Linked DNA regions of Canis lupus: region 2 is linked to region 1. The links are chromatin contacts, called in public Hi-C maps. All regions are on one chromosome and are shown on one strand. Each heading gives the region's core, a stretch centred on a gene start, on an enhancer-like site or on the middle of the called end of the contact. The rest is flanking DNA. Distances are from core to core; before and after follow the strand shown.

What was found. A called contact is a pair of places that touch in the nucleus more often than the background predicts.
Region 2: a contact with region 1 is called in a Hi-C map of blood, with 2.4 times the contacts expected there. The contact joins the promoter of GBP1 here to the promoter of LOC612422 in region 1. A contact is called at or near these places in 2 of 9 Hi-C or Micro-C datasets (both in blood).

What each region holds. Positions count from the first base shown.
Region 1 is chr6:59,753,434-59,756,253 of UU_Cfam_GSD_1.0, reverse strand. LOC612422 (guanylate-binding protein 4-like) reads right to left here and starts at 1,260. Exons shown (of 7, transcript XM_038541448.1): 1 at 1,244-1,260.
Region 2 is chr6:59,897,951-59,900,882 of UU_Cfam_GSD_1.0, reverse strand. It overlaps GBP1 (guanylate-binding protein 1), which reads right to left and starts at 1,517. Exons shown (of 12, transcript XM_038541449.1): 1 at 1,493-1,517. The region is part of intron 1 of LOC119872277 (a long non-coding RNA gene); the gene reads left to right.

The DNA.
Region 1 (2,820 bases), core at 11-2,510:
ACCACTGAGCCACCCAGGGGCCCTTCATACTTGTATTCTAAGCATAGAACAGACAAAGGGAAGATAGGCCTCTCCTTTACTAATTCATCTTATCTACATAAACCAGATTGCTTCATAGATTATTCATATTCCTGTACACAACCACAAGAGAGGCTGGAATTGCCATCATTATTCTGGGAAACTGTGTGTGTGGCAAGTAAGCAGGAGTCCTATTAGTATAAGAGAAAGGGGAGATAGATTAGAATGGAACAAGGGAAGAGTTAACAGTATTTCCCAATAACCATCTCAAACTAGGGAGAAAACAGACGGTACAACAAGGATTATACTCTACTGTTTATCACCATTATAATTATCTTCACTAAGGTCTAAGCTTGAAGAGAAAGGTGTCCTGTCTGTTCTGTTCTCTGTTCGGTCCCCATACTGGGCACATAGTAGATTTGTTAAACTGAAATAATCCTGAGAAAAGAGATATATGTGAGTGATAAGGGTTAATTGAATTATGTGTTGAAATGATTTAATTCAGCTTAAGAATACAAAAGAAGAAAGCCTGGCAGATCTTTCCGGGATGATAGTCCTGGGAGAGCAAGGGGTTTCAGAGGCGATGCAGACAGAGTGAGCCTCCAGAAGAAGGAAGAGGTTCGCTATGTTAAATACTCAGAGGATTCACTGCAAATACTAGTAGGATGGCCAGGAATGTCCTTACAGAACACAGACTTAGGAGAGTGTTGGAAACAGTAGCCAGGGGAGAGAAAGGAGCAGCCGTGGGGGAAGGAAGTGGGTCCAAAGAAAGTAGAAGGACATCTAGAGTATTTAGTATTAGATAAATGTGCTAGAGTATTTAGTGGTGAAGAGTCATGGCCTCTGTTACTTATTCCACCAAATAATAATCAGAATAAGAATGTAAACAGAAAAACTTCTATATCTGTTTAGAAAGAGAATGCAAATATCACAAAATATCACCACAGGGTGCATCTAAATGAATAGAAGGTAGGATTTCATTGTAGTCTTAAGCTTCCTCTATAATTCATATTTTTTTAAAACATAGATTTTTAGAATATGTAGATTTTAGAGCAAGAATATGTAAACAACATTAAGTGGAAATCACAAATACAAGGTTTTATATCTTCCCTATTTAGATTTATCTATTGCATTCCTATTCTCAGTTCCCCTTTTTATCTCAGAAATTAGGGCTTAAAGCCCGAACCTAAAGTGCATGCAAAAGAAAGTTTAGAACTGAACATACCTGCTCCATAGTTGCAGACCTGCTGCTCTGTTCAAGAATGAGCTTCCTGCTGCCTCTCAACTCACTCGTTTTCTGTTTTCTCCGCCCCCAGAAACTGAAAACAAATTGAGGAAGTTGAGAAATGAAATGGAGGAGGAAACTGTGATAGTAAAAGAACTTCATGGTGTGTTAAATATTTTGAGAAGGCGTGTGGGAACAAAGCCACCAGAGCCTGAGAAGGTATAGAGGGCAGTTTGTGGATCCCAGTCACTCTGCAGTTAGACCTTAGTAAATATCGCCCTAACTAGCCTTCTTTATTTTGTCCCCAGCTTGTCTGTGCACAAGTGGACTGTTAGTAGAGTCCAAGGGCACAAGGGTACCTGGCTTCAGGGGTCCCAAGCAGACTGGGTCTAGCCACTTGTCATTGACAAAACCCAAAGGCAGAGAGGTCAGCAGTGGTGAAACAGAAAGGGACTTATTTCAAGGAGGACACCACATAGGGTCTTGACTTAATCGGTTAAAAAGTACAGACTGAGGTCAAAATGTAGGCAGTTTGGGTATTTCCCCAAACTGGGTCTTCTTTTAGGACTATGATGTATGTAGGTGTGCATTCTGTTATACTTTTATATCTTGGAACTCATAGAACTTCTTGATTATGTTTCTCATAAATCATGCATGTTTTGCATTATTATTTTTACATGTATTTTTTTCTAACATTTTCTGCCTTTCATCTACTGATGAGATGTCCACCCTGCCTATATTGGCACACCTGATGGTGCCTCACAGTCTCTGCGCTCTATGACTCCTAATTTTGTCTTCTTTTCTATTCTTCAAAATGGATTCTCTCTGTTGATTTATCTTCAGTTCACAGATCTTCCCTTTGCCAGTTAAAATCTGTTTTTGAGCCACTATACTGTATTCCAGTTCTACTAGTCCACTGTGGAATTTGTTTTGTTCTTTCAGTAACTTCTTGTTATTGATATTTTCTATGTCATGAATCATTTTAACCCTCTTTGATTCTTAAACCATAGTTACCTTTAGTTCTTTAAGCATACTCATAATAGATGCTTTGATATATTTGCCTGTTAAATGAGATATTTTCTGCTCATGGCCCAAGAGATTGTTTCTATTAACTTATTTTCCTATGATTAGGCCAACTTTTCTGTTTCTTTGCATGCCTCCTAACTTGTTTTGAAAACAAGACATTACAAATAATATAATGTTGTAACTGTGGATTCCATCATCCCCTCAAGAGATTGTTGATGGTTTTATACTTTGTTTACTGACTTCCCTTGGACTAATTCTGTATTGTCTGATGCCCTTGCCATATGTGATGGCTCATGGCTCTGTTCGGTTATATATAAAAATATTTTTCAGTTAGTTTTTGAGATAGACTTCCAAAAAGTCACCTCTGAGGCAACAGAGCTTATTGATGAGCCAGTGCTAGGTTAGAATTTATACTTGGGGTGCCTCGGTGGCTCCAGTGGTTAGGCATCCGACTGGATCTCAGCTCAGGTCTTGATCTCAGGGTCCTGAGTTCAACACTACTTAAAAAAAAAAAAAAAAAAGAAAAGAACTTATACGTAAACGTCTTGAGC
Region 2 (2,932 bases), core at 268-2,767, 140 kb before region 1:
TCAGGAGGTAGAGGAGCCTGGAGAGATGGACACACCTAGATAACAGCCACATCAGTGTAATTAACCCAAAATGAACCAAAGACCAGCAGAACAGACTGTCCACAGTTAATCGAAGAGAGGAGACCACATTGAAAACGGTACAAAAGGGTGAAGTCTGGTTGGAAACCAAAGTAAGATGCAAGACTAACCACAGGCAGGAGGGATACCACAAATACAGAGATGGGAGGGGAAAAGACCCCCCCGTCAGGCATCCCAGACATAAGGGACCTGCACTGGGAATACAAGTCCCCATTACATCAGCTTTGACAATCAGAGGAGCTTAACTTCTTGAGTTTTTACAATCAGGTGGGGTTTAACATCAGGAACTTTAAAAGGCTTGGCTCTGAGAGAGCCTGGAGTGTGATAGAAAACTGAGTTCCCACTCTTAAAGAGCCAAAATAACAAACAACCCCAGTAAGATACATCATAGAAACAGCAGTTTGGGAGGCACCTGGGGTATATGAGATTTATTTACTAATCCCAGAATGTGCACAGGAGAGGCAAGGATCTTTAGGAGACTTTTCCAAGAACAAAAGAACTGGTGGATGCCTTTTCTCTCTTTCAACCCCAGGCTAGATACTTGGACACCTGCGGTAACTAGTGTGAACATTTACAATCTAGTTTGCTAACACCACATACCCTGTTCTCCTGTAGATTCCCCCCCTCCAGTCCACCCCACTCAAGAGGAGTTCCTCCATAGTTCTCTAGCTAGGTCTCATTCTTCGAGAAGCCCTGACACTTGCCAGTACCAGTCCAAAGTACCCGAAGGTAACTGCACACACCACTTTAACTGCATCCTCCTGGGTCTGATCTGACTGCTAGCTCTACCCACCAAGAAAAACTTCATAGGGGTAGCACAGAGAACCCTGTGGTTTGGGGTCACTACAAACCCAACAGACAGACTGGGGATCAAACATCTGATCTGACTGCAGATCCTGCTCACAAATGAAAGCCTCTCAGAAAACAATGCAGGAAGAGCAACCTGCAGTTCAGTGCGAACCACAGTTCTGGCAAATGGGCTGAAGGCAACCATCTGGTCTGACCTAACTGTAACCCAAGGCTGCCCCAAATTGGCCCCTTAACAGACAGAGACCAAACCTTGCTCATAACAAGGCAAAGACATTGTAGACAACTTACTGAAGGCAAGCATGGCTCAACCACAATAGAAGAATTCCTACAACACACATAGGAGGCACCCCTGCCAAGTTCTAGTGAACAGGGGTCATTGCACCATTTATGGGACCTCTTCTTCATTAGGCAACTACTTTCAAGATTAGGAGATATAACTGACTTTCCTAATACATAAAAACAGAGAGCTAGACAAAATGAGGAGACAGAGGACTATGTCCTAGATAAAAGGACAAGATAAAATTAGAGTAAAAGAGCTAAATGAAATGGAGATAAGCAATAAACCCAATGGAGATTTCAAAATAATGATCATAAAGATACTTACTGGACTTGAGAAAAGACTGGAGGATCTCAGTAAGACAAACAAATGGAAAGATATTCCATTGAGTATATTCCATCTTCATTGATTGGGAAAATAAATACTGTTAAAATTTCCATACTATCTAAAGAAATCTATAGATTTAATGCATTTTTTATCAAATTACAAATAGCATTTTTCACAGAACTGGAACAATCCTAAAATTTGTATGGTTCTACAAATAGCCAAGGCAATTTTAAGAAAGAAGAACAAAACTGGAGGGATCAGAATCTTGGATTTCAAGATATACTATAAAGCTGCAGTAATCAAAACAGTATGGTACTGGCACAAAAAGAGACACATAGATCAATAGAACAGAATAGAGAATCCAGAAATAAACTCATGCTTTTAGGCCAATTGATCTATAACAAAGGAGACAAGAATACGCAATGGGAAAAGTGCCTGCGTGGCTCAGTTAATCAACTGAGCATTTGGCTCTTGATTTCGACTCAGGTCATGGGGTCATGGGATTGAGCACCGCATTGCGTTCCATGCTGGGCAGGAAGCCTGCTTGGGATCTCTCTCTCTATCCCTCCCCCACGCATGTACTCTCTCTCTAAAATAAATAACTCTTTAAAAGAAAAAGAATATGCAACTGGAAAAGGATGTTTCTTCAACAAATGGTGTTGGGAAAACTGGACAGATATATGTAGAAGAATGAAACTGGGCCATTTTCTTATACCATGCACAAAAATAAACTCAAAAATGGATTAAACACCTAAACATGAGATGTGAAGCCACAGAATTGTAGGAAAAAAGATAGGCAGTAATTTCTTTGCCATCAACTGTAGAAACATTTTTCTCCAGAGGCAAGTGAAACAAAAGCAAAAATGAACTATTCGGACTACATTGAAGTAAAACTTGCACGGTGAAGGAAACCATCAACAAAACAAAAAGACAACTTACTGAATTGGAAAAGATATTTGTAAATGACATATCTGATAAAGGGCTAATATCCAAAATATATATAAAGAACTTATAAATTCAATATCAAAAAACCAATAATCCAATAAAAAATGGGATGGACATAAGACATGAATAGACATTTCTCCAAAGAAGACAGAGATGGCCAACAGACACATGCAAAGATGCTCAACATCATTCATCATTAGGGAAATGCAAATCAAAACTACAATGGGATATCACCTTATACCTGTTAGAATAGCTAAAATAAAAAACTCAAGAAACAAGTGTTGGCAAGGATGTGGAGAAAAGAATTCTTGGTGCATTCTTGGTGGGAATGCAAACTGTGTGTAGCCACTGTGGAATAGAGGTACCCTGAAGATTAAAAATAGAACTACCATATGATCCAGTAATTCTACTACTGGGTTTTTACCCAAAGAAAACAAAAACACTAATTTGGACAGTTATATGTACCCTAAACATGAGATGTTTACTGTAGCATTA